2 separate regions of the Zea mays genome follow, and region 1 is linked to region 2. The links are chromatin contacts, called in public Hi-C maps. All regions are on one chromosome and are shown on one strand. The core of a region is the stretch at or near the end of the contact, and the rest is flanking DNA. Distances in the headings are between cores, read along the strand shown. Region 1 holds the start of LOC100285707. Region 2 holds the start of LOC541993 (androgenic embryo 3).

Region 1 (6,872 bases), core at 1,013-3,512, 400 kb after region 2:
AAGACGCAACCGTATTTCTCAACCCTGCAGCTCCCTGAAGTCGTACGTTGACATGTAAACATAAAATATGATAAATAGTGTATAATACGACTTCCTTGGCTCCTTGCACAATATGGAGTGAGATTGATTTGAGAGCCTAGAGCGTACCGTGGCTAGCAGATGCTTAACGGGAGCTTGATGACTAAGAAAAAAAATACGACTAAAGGTAAAAATGAGAACACCAACAAAATCGAGCACTGTCTGTCCTGGACGTGATAAACATGGACGGATTAATCAAGCGTGTGAAACGAATCTCGTGTGGCTGTGAGGCCGGCCGGCCCACGCGTTGGGTTTGGTATCCGTCGCGTAGTGTTGTGATGATGATGATAAGGCCACCGGGATCTCTTGGAATTCGTTAGGACTCTTTTTTTTTGTCTAGCTAGCTCCAAAATAAAAAAATAGCGTTAATACTCAAATAAAGACGACCGACAACAATTAGAGGTTTTGGAATCTGTGTCACATCGGATATCTGAATGTCAATTGTGATAAAGACTAATTATATACTTTCTATGTTCTTTTTTATTTGTCATGGTTTAGTTTAAAAATGAACTAGCGAGTGACAAATATTCGAGAACAGATGTATTAGCATATTTACAAACTAACTAATTATAATTAAACGATGCGACGAATTAATCAAACCTAATTAATCTATAATTGGCAAACATGAGCAAATCATAACCTAATTAGACCTTGTTCGTTTGTGTCGGATTGCACCTGGAATCGTTCCACTTAATCAAAGTTTATATAAATTAGAGAATCAATCCAGATAGGAATCATTCTGACCACCAATCCGACAGAAACAAACAAGGCCAGACATAATATATAGACGTGTCTTACCATTTAGTTTTTATCTCTAATTGGTTTTTATAATTAAACTGTATTTAATATTTGTAACCAGTAATCAAATATCCGATGTTAACGTAACTAAAATCTACTTCTCTCGAACCCAAACGGGCTGCTAAGGTGAAGACATCTCTATGTGCACAGTTTTGATTATTAGCCACGCCCACGGGGAACGAATCGAATCCCCGCTTGCTTGCTTGTGGGATCTTCTTCCTTCAGTTGCGATATTCCAAGGCGAGCTTCTAGATGAAAAGGACGTAGGGCGAGGGCGATATACATTTTTTTTGGGCCAATTACCTGTATGCCATCGGAAAATATACTCGTTACTTGTGTGCCACTGACCCCACATGTCATACACACAGAAAAATATACCTATATGCCACTCAGTGGCACACAAGGAATGACTATAAAATCTGATGGCATACCAGGAATTTTTCCATTTTTTTTCCCTAAACACGGCGCAGACGAAAGCGCTTGGACAGCAACGTTGTCGGCGGCATTAGAAGCAGAGAGATGGCAACAGGGATCCCATTCACGATTTCTCCACGGCGAATTTTTTTTGTTAGAAAATGAGGGTGAAGAAGTTTGTTTTCTACGAGATGTAAATTAGGAAAAATATTTCCTTGGCAGGTAAACGGGGGATGGATTAAGAATCCATTCCTTATAGGGCTCATTAAACTTACATTTGACGATCATTTCATATACTAATTAAAGATAAAAAATAATTATCTTATCAAGAGATCACTCATTATATAAATATGTTTTTTTATGTATACATAATATTTTTTTACATCTAACAATGTGCATAAGTATATAACAATGTGCATAAGTGGCAATATTTTATATTAATAACATACGAATTATATTCTAATTATAATTTAAACGGGGGACGGAGATCTCCGACGAAGATTTATTCCCATGGGGAATGAGAATAAGGAAGAAATGTCCTCCATAAATGTTCGTGAAGATCCTCGTAGGGAAAAAAATTTCATTGTGGAGACATAGCTCACGAGTACAGGATTGGAAAGCTAAAGGCATGTTTGGTTCGTGTCTAAATGTGTCATATTTTATCTAAGTTTAGTCGTCTGAATTTAATAACTAAGCTTAGTAAAAAAAAGTTAAAAAAAAAATATGACAAGTTAGACACTGAACTAAACATATCCTAACATCTGGGATGAAAAATTTCTGGTTGCCATCTCTACTTATAAGCCACTCCGCTCAGGCACATGTGCAGCATGCACGCATGGCAAACCGACGGGCCGGCCGGGTCTATTCTGCCGCGCGGTGCTGGTGCGGCGAAGATTGAAAGGAGTCCCGCCCCCACGTACGGGTGCTGTCAAATACTCTCCATATATATATAAGGCTGTCGTCAGGTTTGGTAGCTAGCTTGGCGTTTGCCAGCACGCATAGCGATTGCGACTATTGGCGATTGTGTAGGTGTAGTGTGCCTGTCGAGGAACGAGAGCCTCAAGACCCGAGCGTCTTCAGATATGGAGGAGGCGGCGGTTGCACGGACGACCAGCGAGACCCAGGTGGGCGACCTGCCGGAGGTGTGCCTGGCGCAGGCCATCGCGCGGACCTCCCCGCGCGACGCCTGCCGCTGCGCCGCCGTGTCCCCGGCCTTCCGCGCCGCCGCCGACTCCGACCAGGTCTGGCGCGCCTTCCTCCCCGAGCAGCTCGAGGCGGCTGAGGACCACTTGGACAGCCGCCGCGTGTCTCCGCCGTCGCAGGCGGCTCACCCAGCGGCGACCGTGCGCGGCCTCAGCAAGAAGGACGCCTACCTCAGCCTCTGCGACGCTGCCGGCGCCGTGGCCGTCGACGGCAGCGGGTGCAGGGTGTGGCTGGAGAGGGCCAGCGGCGCCACGTGCTACGCGCTGTCGGCTCGCAGGCTCAGCCTGCCCTGGGACGACGGCGAGTTCTCCTGGAGGTTCACGCACCACCCACGCTCCAGGTTCGCTAGCTAGCTGCTGCTCCCAACTACCCGCTCCATCGTCCTCGCGCGCCGTCATGCTCTCTATCTCTCTTCTCCGAAAATATCCATTCCTGCAACCCAATTAAAATTTGGCTGCTTCAATCAGTTCTTTCTGTATTACATTTCTCGTCATTCCATTTGCGTGTAGCGTCATATATACTCCCCGGCCGTGGCAGCGACGTAATAGCTTAGTTAGTACGCGTAGGAGCTAGCTAGCAGACATCAAGCTAGCTAGTCCCCATGGCAGCCATAAGCAAGGTCAAGGCCATTCTCATCTGATGCATTCATCGTAGTCGTCCCGGCGACGGCGAGCACGCACGCACGCAGCTGCATCCACTAGTGACTTTGAGCGACACAAGCTAGCTAGCTCCCCGGCCGCCGGTCATTGTCCGTCGTCGTCCTCTACCTTTCTACTACCTCAACCATGCGCGCGGAGCGGAGAAGAAAAGCGGCATCCACCAGTGGACACGAGACACTGACACGGGTGGACGAGAGGCCGGCACGGCAGCACCCACACGTTTCCAATGGAACCGGTCGTCGTCACATCTTCCAGAACGGTTGAAGCTAGCTAGTGGTATAGAAAAGAGTAGATTAATTATTATATTCTTCCTCCGCGATGTGCCCAACAGCGACCGGCGCCGGCGCCGCTGTTGATGTGCACGTTTCCTGACGACCTGTGTGGCCCGGCGCCGTACGCCGCCGTCGGTAGCCCCATACCCGTACGTGTGCATGCGTGCTGCTCCGTCCATTTGTCGTCAGGCTGGCTGGCTTCCTCAAGTGGTACGGCGGCTTCGGTGCAGATCGGATCGGAGTACTTGAGCATTCGGCAGTACTCGTTCGTCGTTCGTTCTTCCAGTGTGACGTGTGTCGTCAGCGCCGTCGACGACGACCATCGACAACGATGGCCGGCCGCCCGCGCGCTGGCGTGGATCACATGTACACCCCCCCAGGCACCGCACCAGCCAATAAACAACATCGAATCCCTTAACTAACTATTTTTGTATTTGGGTTAATTATGATACGATACGGTATGATATATGATATGATATCCCTGTTTTCCGTGGACGATTAAAATACTGAAGCACGCGGCGGCAGTGGCGGTGGTGGATTATTGATGATCTTTTCGCACGCACGCAGGTTCGCGGAGGTGGCGGAGCTGGTGGACTGCACGTGCCTGGACATCTACGGGAGCCTGCCGCTGGCCGCGCTGACGCCGGCGACGGTCTACGCGGCGTTCCTGGTGTACGGCACCGCGCCGGAGGGGGCCTACCGCGGCCTGAGCTACCCGGACCAGGAGACGGCCGTGGCCGTGGGCGGGCGGGTCGTCGCGCGCCACGCCGTGTGCCTCCGCCCCGACGACGCCGAGGCGCGCAAGTTCAGGGGCCGCGGCGCCGGGGAGGAGGCGAGGAGGCCGAGCCTGCGGGCTGACGGGTGGGAGGAGATGGAGATGGGACGCCTGCGCACGCCGCCCGTGGAAAGCGGCGGCGGCGGCGGCGACGTCTGCGTGGTGCAGGCGAGCTTCGAGGTGCTCGGCTGGTACCCCAAGCGCGGCCTCGTCGTCGAGGGCATCGAGTTCAGGGCCCTCCACGATGCTTCATGACTGGTTGAGAGTTGAGACCGCATGAATATACGTTGTAAATGAGATGTAAACTCGATTGGTAAATTGTAACAATCATTTACAGTGTTCTTGATAGGTAAATTCATCGGAGACATGATCTTTTTCCCTCGTGTGTTTTCTAGAGAGAGAAAAAAAACCCACGTGTCGATAATTTCGGTTTTGCAGTACGTGGGCAGTCTGTCCGTGCACGTCGTCGATCGTGCGGCGGCCTTCAAGCAATTGAGCGCTATCCTTACCGTGTGGACCATTTCAAACGATGCATGGCGTTGAAATTACGTGGCTGTTTATATGGCTAGCTAGCTAGATCGGGAGGTTTGACTGTACCATGTGACGTGCGTGCTGGCACGATCGGACGGTCGGTCGGTCTGGTGCCCGTCGAGCTCGGTCGGGATTCTCTGAATCCGGCCATGCTCTTGGATGTCCCCACATTAAGAGCATCTCTAAGAGACTAGCTAAATAAACCGCTAAGCCAAATTTTAGCTACTCAATAGCAAAATAAATCTCCAACAGACTAGCTATATGACTCGTAAGCTATCTAACTCTTTAAATTGGCTCTCTCACTAGTTAAATTTGGCTAGCCACATGACTAGGCAAACTAATAGATAGTCTGCTGGACTGAGATGCTATATATAAAGTGTAATCTTTATAAAAACGTAAATAAATAGTCAAATAGAGAGTAAAAAATGAAGAGTCTTTTGGAGATGCTCTAAGGGCTGTTTGGTTCTAAGGTGTCAAAATTTGTAAAACATTTTATACCATACTTGTCTATAAATGTACAAAAAGCATGAAAACCCCCTAAAGTCCGGCCCGTAGCCTGTTTTTGGCTCGGTAAGAGTCCAGTCCGGTCCGGTATAAATAAGCGGGTCAGACCCAGACAAAAAAAATGACCTCGGCGCGTTGGCCCTGCTCAGCCCGTTTAATGCTAGGCCCGCTTTTGGCCTGTTTCATGTTATCTCGCTTTTGGCCTGTTTAACTCGCTTTTCGGTCCGCTTTTTTCGTGCTCACTGGGTCGGACTCGTGCAAGAAATTAAGCCCACGGGCTTGGAAGGTCTGTCCCAGTTTTCAAACCGTGCCTGGTGAGCCGGGTCCAAACCGGGCCAGACTGGACGACCCGTTTGTACATGTATACACGTGTCTAAGTTTAGACACTTAAATTCTACGATACAGCCACGTCTATAAGATTATTTGACAAACTTTTGTAAGCCATTGATGAGTGGGAGCTATGCAGAGGAGGAAAATATTATCGCAACTCTAGCTACAAACTAAATACTCCCTCCGGTGCAGCAAAAGAAGTCATGCTGCGCGTGACCGAGCGTGCACAAAAAGAAGTCATAGCGCGCATGGGTCTGGGATTTGGACGTTGTTGCCCCTAGTAATTGCACAAAAAAAGATGCATTCAAGAGGAATTGAACTTGAGACCTCTAGTCTAGAATGCCTTGGAGCTGCTGCAGCAACCAATCAAGCCTAATTATTTTAGTGACGTTAATGCACCCATATCTCTATTTAATAGGGGCAAACAGGGAAAACTCTATGATAATTAATCACTCCTTGGTATGCACAATCATGTCCTAAACGACTACCTTTACTGCACTGGAGGGAGTATATGTCTATCTTATTTAAACCTATTTAATCTTAGTCGAGGATGAACTGTGGCAAGTGGGACACCGAAGCAAAAGGCCCCTAAATCTGAGTCTTCTCACGTTCACCTTTTCTCCACCATCCAGTTGTCGTCATCGATACAATCCTCTCCCTATACAGCCTGTTTGGTTTTAGTATGAATTGGATCTTGGTTCTGTGACTTTTGTCCGCGTATTTACGCTCCTTTGGCGCGTGGTTCTGACGGCGAAAGGAAAAGAACGTTAGCGAGTTCTAGGTGCCGCCCATGCATGGCCCCCGTCGTCAAACGGTGAACCCTGAAGCCAAGGAAGAAGCTAGCGCTCCCGGCTCCCATGCACAGTCTTTGCCGCGCGCCGATGACGACGAACGCATTGCGTCGCCACCTTGATTGGTGTGCCCGCGTGACATCATCGTCGGCGTAGAGGCGGCGGGGTCGCTGGTGAGAGCGAGAAGGTGAGGCTGGCTGAGGAGACAGGACAGTGCCACAGTGGGTGGTCGGGTGGACCTAGCATTTGCTTCTTTATACATTGTGTGCCGGAACAAATTTTTTATATACAATTATATCTAAGGATATATATAATTTTATAGCATCTTCAATAAGTAAAAATCACAATAAAAAAACTGGAAAATTGGGGATTAGATATCACTATGCTGGAGTGGAGAGCTCAGATGTGCAAAACCAATGCGCTGATTGCTGGGCGACGTGTGCCGGTGTGCCCAGTCGGTGCTCTCGGCTTCGGTGCAGTCATGCAAGGCTTGCCAACAGTGACAGCGCATCTCGAC
Region 2 (7,577 bases), core at 4,542-7,041:
CTTGCCTACACCCATTGGGGGGGAACGCCCAGGAATTATCAGTATATTTTTCAAAACTGTCACATCCGTGCAGTGCATGCAATGAATACCTCAAGACAAAAGTGAGATATCAGCAAGAATCAAAGGAAAGCCAAATATAGCCGGTGAGGTACAAGTCTGATCGACAGAAGCGACATGAAGACTAGCCAGGGGACATCTATCGAACGTCCAATCAGTTGCAGATCAAATAAATTGCACTACCTAGCAAGATATGGGCAAATCATGAACTCGGCCTCAAAGACAAAATATATGCTGACCTCTAAAGCATAATATCAATAACATAATGCTGACCTCTAAGGCATTTGGCAAGAAGAGAGGGTGATTCTCAGAAAAAGGGCATGAAATGAAGACCTTCGAGTGGATTATTTTCAAAAAACTCACTCGAAGCTCGGGGGCTACACCTCCGGTGCACCCAATGAATCGTCATCTTAGATCAAGACAATGCTGACCTCTAAAGCATAGGGCAAGATCAAAACAAGGCTGACCTCCGACAAAGTACAAGTGGAAAATAAAAGTGATTTCTGATAATACTCGAAGTGAAGACCTTCGAGTGGATTGTCTGCAAAAATCCACTCGAAGCTCGGGGGCTACACCCATTGGGTGCACCTTTGGTGCGCCCAATGAAGTTCGAAGTCCTACAATACGAAATGCTGACCTCCGAAGCGTGAGTCTGAGACAGAACACCAATTTTCGAGTGATAAAAGCAGAAGGAGACAGAAAGAAATCGTTTTTACCGGATTACCCAGAAAGCACTTCTGTTACAAACAAAGATCGCAAGCTGGACTTAGGATCTTTGGGCCGATTATTTCAAAATCAACCCAAAGATCGGGGGCTTGTGGGGGACAGATATCCCCCGGGTCCACTGGAAGGATAAAAGACCTCACGAAAGGACCAAGGGCCCAATAAATCGTAAGGTCATCCCTTCGCGGGCCTGGGGAGGAACGACCAGTGAAGCAAATTGATGTAAGGCCGGATCGGTGCGAGCACAGACGACCCAATGACTTCGAGCAAGTAATCACAACAGTGACCTGACCTTCCTGCGCTGGAACCTGTACAACGGAACCAAGCGAGGATGGGTCGGCGGAACTATAGGAAGATAGACTCAATTGGTTCACTATCATTTAGGCGCATACTGTTATCATATCCGCATGTAATGCCCCACGATCGAATATATAAGGCCTAGGGGGCACCCCTTCAGAACGATCGAACTCACTACTCAGCCATCCACCTCAACTCTCTACGTTTCCCGCACTAGAGAGCTCCCTTATAACTAGTCACATAAAGCATTCTCGCCAGAACGTAGGGTATTACGCATCTCAAAGCGGTCCGGAACTGTAAACCATTGTTTACTATTTCTCGTGCATCCGGCACGAACCATTGAGCTACAGTCGGTAACACCGTCCTACTCCTAAAAAACACCTTGAGAGGCAACCCCAGGTGTGTGGTCGGACCCAAAACACCGACAGAAAGAGTCATGCCTCTAATCTTGGTAATGTTGTTACCTAGCATGTAAAGTTTGAGGTTACGCCCTCTAATCTAGACAATATTGTTACTTGCCATGTAAATCATATTCTATATATACATGAGTACAACTTAAAATAAACTTTTACTTGTGCCAATTTAACACGACGCATTTGAAGACAAATAAATACGTCATATATATTTATGAAGAGCTTCGTTGAAATGTAGGAGTAGGGATTTTGCAGAAACTATACAGAAAATTTATGAAAATCAGTTATTTCTATAGAAAAACAGATGAAACAGGAAAGTTTCCTACACTCAAACGGGGCCCAAACGACAAAAACAAATCCAATTCGCTCCTTTGCTGATATTGATTTGGCGACTGAGGTTGCTCTAAGAAAACAAGAACTTTGGTGAGACTTTATAGACCCTGTTCATTTCAGTTTTTCTGTAGAGAAATCTAAGTGTCACGAGGATTACATATATAGAAAGATAAATGATTTTATAGAGTTTAAGATCAAGATAGTGACGGATGCATACTATCACGATATGCATACTATCATGATGGCTCTGCAGATTCTATATTTACGTTAATTTTAGATGGTTTTCACTAAAAACGATTCTCACAAAAGCGAGCTGATTCTGACGGTCAGAAGCTGAAACAAACAAGCCCGTTATCAAAGAAGAATTACAGGAGTTTGTTAAAAAAAAGAATTGCACAAGTAGGAAATTATGCTTGAAAATCCTAATTTTCCGGTAACACCATGGACCATGGTGCGCGGGGTAGTTGCAGCTGTTAGGAGCACCGAGCACAATAATTTGTCTGTTCTTCGGCCTCCATCCCCGCAGGATAGAGAAAGAGGGAGCTCTAGACGGGGAGGCTCCCAAATCGATATTTTTTCGCATCTGTTCGTTCTCCGACGCGGCGGCGAATCTGAGAACCCCTCGCTGAGTGGTCGGCGGCGAGTCCGTGATGGTCGGCGGCCGGCGGGCGCGGACATGCACAACCGCTCCTCCTCCTCCGCCGCCGCTGCGTCGTCGTTGCCGCTCTCCCCCGCCGACGGCTTCCTGCGCGGTAGTAACCGTGACGACCAACCTCCCTCCCCCGTTCTCATTCTCGCTACTCTTCTGGGATTCCCGTCGAGCACCTCGCTTACCGCATGATTTTCGCCTGTTTCCTGGGTCGTCTGGTGGTGGCTGTGCAGTGAAGGACGGCGTGGACGGAATGATCAAGTACGTCGCCAACGAGCCCTCCGTCGGGCTCTACTTCGTCCAGCAGCACGCCCGGGCTTCCATGCCCCTCCTCCTTGACGTCAAGGTCCACCGCCTGGCCTTGCTTCGCTTCCTTCCCTTTGCGCATGTTGAGCTGTGCTTTGGGGGATTAGGAGGCGATTTGTCTGTAAGGAAAGCATATCACCCAAGGGATGGATGAAATCAAAGATTTGTGCTTTATTGGGAGACAAGCTGAAAAGAATAAGATATTCTTTTGTGTGTCTTTGCTGCATTACTAGCAAATTAGGGTGTGCATATCTAGTAGCTTGTTAGTTGGTTGCATCGCAGATTTGAGTTTATGCACATCCTTACTAGATTACCATGATACCGTTCAAGTGCTTGGTCTAATATAATTTCTTGCTGTTGGGTATCTATATGGTTTAGTTTGGATACAGTTAAGCTTTAGTGTTGTGCTTGATTAGCAACTAGGTTTCCAGTGGTGTAGGATTGCAGGATATAGTTTCATGAAAACTATTCACTGTTTTTAATGGCTTTATGAGCACAAATTTGTGCCACTTTTTTAGTGTAAGATAAGATGTAGGCCCGTTTGGTTAGAGGGACTAATCTTTAGTCCCGTTTAGTCTCAATTTTGCCAAAAGGAAGGACTAAAGTAGGGACTAATTGGTTCTAGTCCCTCACATGGGTGCTAAAAGGGACTAAAGGGCAACATTTACTCCAATTGTCCTTGCCTAGAAAACTGGTGTGAAACAAGAAAAGAGGTATTTTGGTATTTTTGTGTTGCATTTAATGTTTAGAATATGTGTAGTCCCTACAACTAAACAAGGTAGGGAGTAAAGTTTAGTCTTTGAGCTAAACTTTAGTCATAGGACTAATGGAACCAAACGGGCCATACTATCATCTGAATTAGTCAAATACAATTCTGTAGCAAACAAAGTAATATTTGTCTTGCTGCTGGTAAATCTGCTGAACCGTCTGTTGGTGTGGTCTGCTATTGGTAGTTGGTACAACAAATCAAGATGCTGCATTTCATGATCTTTGATCTAACACAAGTTTTGTTTCTGTCATCAGGGTAAGCTCGTAGAGAAGACGCGTGAGGTGACATTGCACACTGAAGACATGGAGGATTCTATTTGCGCTGTGAGATCCATGGCTGATTTTGGACTTCCACTTGCTGATGACATGATCAAGGACATAAATAGATCACTGCAAATAATGTCAAAGACCCAGCCAAAGAGAGGGTACAGATATACTAATTCTTGGGAACTTTACTTTATTTTTACGATTATTAGCTTTACAAGTATGCTAGACTTTTTTCTTCACCTTTTTTATGACTAAAATGTCTTGGCCTTTTTGCCTTATTCATTTAAGAGCAGTCCAACTTCATATCTTCTATATATAGTCTGAAGTTAATTATCTTTTGCATAAGCTCTCCAGTTAGGTTCCAAACCAGGATCTTGCTTCTTAGCCAATAAACTACTATAGAACTTCACTTGTCAAACCCATAATGCCCTGTTGTACATATCTTGTTTTGGCTGAACGTCATCTTGTATGGTTTGTTTTAAGACAACTTTCATTGCTATCAGGTTGATCCAAAACCCCAGTTGGGGGTTCCAGTCAAGGAAAAGCTCAGGAACTTGGGACGAACTGGGCTCTACCAATGGAAGTAGCAGCAGGAACTACCTCTCTTCAATGTTCAACACGGCGAAGCAAAAGGCATCGGGTCTCAGGTGGCCGCAGCCTAATTTTGCAACAAAAGATGATACTAGCGAGAACTCGGCGTCGTCTTCTGCCCTGGAATCGCCACAAGCTGGTGGGCAAGGTGCATCTACACCAGATACAGAGAAGGATGAGCTCCCCATTTCAAGTCGGTTGTCAGAGGGTACGGCCGCAAACCGTAGCCTGCCTGCTACCGGCGTCTCGGAAACAGTGGAGGCTTACAACAAGTTCAAAGAAGAGCAGGAGCTGAAGCTTCGTGAGTGGCTAAGAGACTCTGAAGAAGCCGTCAATGATAAAGACTGAGTGTGCTAAAGCTGCTTCGGCCCTGTGCCTCTGTTATTAGATATATGGTACATTCTGAACTAAAAAGAAACATAGCACTCTGTTAATGAAACAGAGGTTGATTGGTATAGATGCACAAGATGCCGAAAGACTGTAGTTTGTGATGAAGGGGTTGGTCCGGACGATTGTAACGTGACTTATTTATAGATGCCATTGCATAGTGTTTGTCTCAAGCCTCATGTGTAATTGAATCACGATAGATAATAGATAAAAGATGTTGTCTGTTTCTGTTCTTGTGATCCAAGTATACAGCTCCCAGCATATAAGCATTGGAAAGTTTCTGTATCTGACTCCTATGATCCTATCAGCAGTTGCCCCAACAGCATCTCAAGTTTTCAACACAGAACAAACAAGATCACAGCTGCTCCGCCTGTGTGGTCAGTTCATCTAGTTCTTGTCAGAGCACGCAACGCCGTGTCAGCCGGTGCTAGTTTTTATTCCGAAACTGATTCTATTTTTTTACAGTATTTTATCTCTGAATTGTAGCAGTAGCGTTCGAACAGCTGGTTTAACTGGTTTAAAGCTGCAGCGAACAGAATTGGTTTGAAGATAATTTTAACGTCTCCTGATTACGCATTCCCATGTGCGTACATGCCGAGTGCATTCGCGTATATGCTGAACTCTAAAGCCTTAGACGAGTCTCCGTGTACCAATGGATTGAATATGGCAATCCAAAAAGGATTTCGCACTAAACGAGCTACACTTGAAATTAGGAATAAAATATTTTTTTAAGTTTGGGTAAAATAAACAAACATCTAGAGTTATCCTAATAACTCAGACTATATTTTAAGTTGGACCGAGGTAGCATTTGAATGAATTAATGGTTTACTGCCTTGTTTAGAGGTAAATTGAAGTCGAACGTTAAATAATGACAAATGAAAGAAGCCACCAGGATACCGCGCATTTATCTCATGCTAATCTTTCCTGCTATATAAACCAGACCAACCCTGCAGGCTGCAGGGTGAAGCAGCCGGTAGTACTCAACCCTCAACACACCCAGTCACAATGGCGACATCCGTGAAGCGCAGCCACAGCTGCAGATGCCAAGTACTCTTCCTGCTTGCGTTGGTTCTTCTGGCATTCGTCTCTGCGAGTCCTACACCCATCAGCGGCAAGTAGTGCACGACTCAGTCTCGTATTTTGGCCATATACGTTTCGGTTTGTACCCGTCGTCGGTTCATCTGTTCCTTTTCCTTGGACATGGAGAAGATCGATTACATGTCTGTTTGCGATGTTCAGGTCAGAGCATTGACGACGGCAGGAAGAGCAAGACAACGGTCGTCGTCGGCGGCGGCAACGAGGCAATCGTCGACGAGGACAACGACATATTCAACGGGTGCCACTACAATAACCAGAATCCCCATTATTCGTCGGCGCTGTTCTGCTGCAGCAAGGACAAGCTGTGCTGGGCGTCGTTGCCGGAGTGCGCCGCCAACTGCCCTTGCAAGACGAACTGCTAGACGATGATGAGCTTCGAGTCTCCAGTTCATACATGATCCATGGTTGTGTTATTGGATGAAGATGTACTAGAGAGGCAATCGCCAAAGATGCAGTCTTGATAGCAACTGAGAATAATCGTACGATAGATATTGGGCTAAACCAGGACCAGGAGTATCCAAAAATTGTTTTATAGCACCCTTGGCCCCGGCGCCCCGCCCTCACCAATCATGCATGCGCACTGCTCCACCTCACGCCGCCTCCTCCTCTCCGCCCCCTCGACCGCGCTTCCACTACCGGTGGTCGGCGGCTCTCGCTACCTCACCTCACGCCGCCGCGATCTCATTCCTACCCTCTCCTGACCACAGTGTTACCAACGACCACTTTGCCACGACGCCTCTGCCCTAGCTCCGCCCAACCGTTGCCTCGAATTGCATCCTCTCATGACCCGATTGTATCCTCTAATGGCAAAATAAACACAACACATCACCTTGGACCTTACCACAATGCGGGCGATCCAAATTTTTCCTTGAGACTCTTAAAAATTCTAGTTCAAAAATGAATACAAATAGAGGCTGATTATAATCCGATTCGATCCTTAAATTTTGCTTACATTTTGTAGTGTAAAATCTAGAGCCCGTTATCACCCCTAACCACACCGCATCACATCTATTGGAAAATATGACATATGCTCAATCCCCCAATGGATGTGACGGTTATCTCGCCAAGCAACACACCTTTTCCTTCACTTTTATATATATATTAGGTGAGTGCCCGTGCGTTGCAACGAGACCACTACATTGCAACCTTTAATATCATACAGACTTCTCTATATGATAGTACAATACTTGCACATTGCTACGGTTTATATATATCATAATAGCTACATGTTAGATCAAGGACACACATAATTGAGAGGTAAAAATTAGATTCCAATACTTTCTCAAGTAGTTTAACTCAAATTTTAGCCCGCCCGTCGTCTGGGTCGTCGTCGAGCCCGCCGCCGACGCGCCCGCCACCGCCGAGGTGCTCCGCGGCACCGACATCATGTACAGGCACCTCGCCTTCAAGCCCGAGGACAACTTCACCACCGCCGACACCGAGGCTCACGTGCAGCGGAACGCCGCGCTCGCGCACGTCGAGAAGCACCGACTCGCCGGCGTCCTGCACTTCGCCGACGCCTCCGGCGTCTACGACGTCGGCTTCTTCGACCAGATCCGCCAGATCGACGCCAGATTGATAAACTGTCACACCCGTCTTTAAGGAACAAAGCCGGGTGCATCTCATACATACGCCAAGAAGATAACATATATAATAACAGAGTGTATAGAGATAAATGTCACAATAAT

What was found. Hi-C and Micro-C count contacts between places; a contact is called where the count stands out from the background.
Region 1: a Hi-C map of leaf shows a contact between it and region 2, with 2.4 times the contacts expected there. The contact joins the promoter of LOC100285707 here to the promoter of LOC541993 in region 2. A contact is called at or near these places in 3 of 25 Hi-C or Micro-C datasets (bundle sheath, leaf and tassel).

Annotation. Positions count from the first base shown.
Region 1 is chr10:82,420,781-82,427,652 of Zm-B73-REFERENCE-NAM-5.0, forward strand. It overlaps LOC100285707, which reads left to right and starts at 2,263. Exons shown (of 2, transcript NM_001158598.1): 1 at 2,263-2,833; 2 at 3,992-4,571. The coding sequence starts at 2,373. The coding sequence ends at 4,454.
Region 2 is chr10:82,014,578-82,022,154 of Zm-B73-REFERENCE-NAM-5.0, forward strand. It overlaps LOC541993 (androgenic embryo 3), which reads left to right and starts at 5,792. Exons shown (of 2, transcript NM_001111644.1): 1 at 5,792-5,902; 2 at 6,031-6,422. The coding sequence starts at 5,797. The coding sequence ends at 6,251. It overlaps LOC100276076, which reads left to right and starts at 2,267. Exons shown (of 4, transcript NM_001149956.2): 1 at 2,267-2,575; 2 at 2,706-2,818; 3 at 3,802-3,971; 4 at 4,317-5,020. The coding sequence starts at 2,272. The coding sequence ends at 4,752.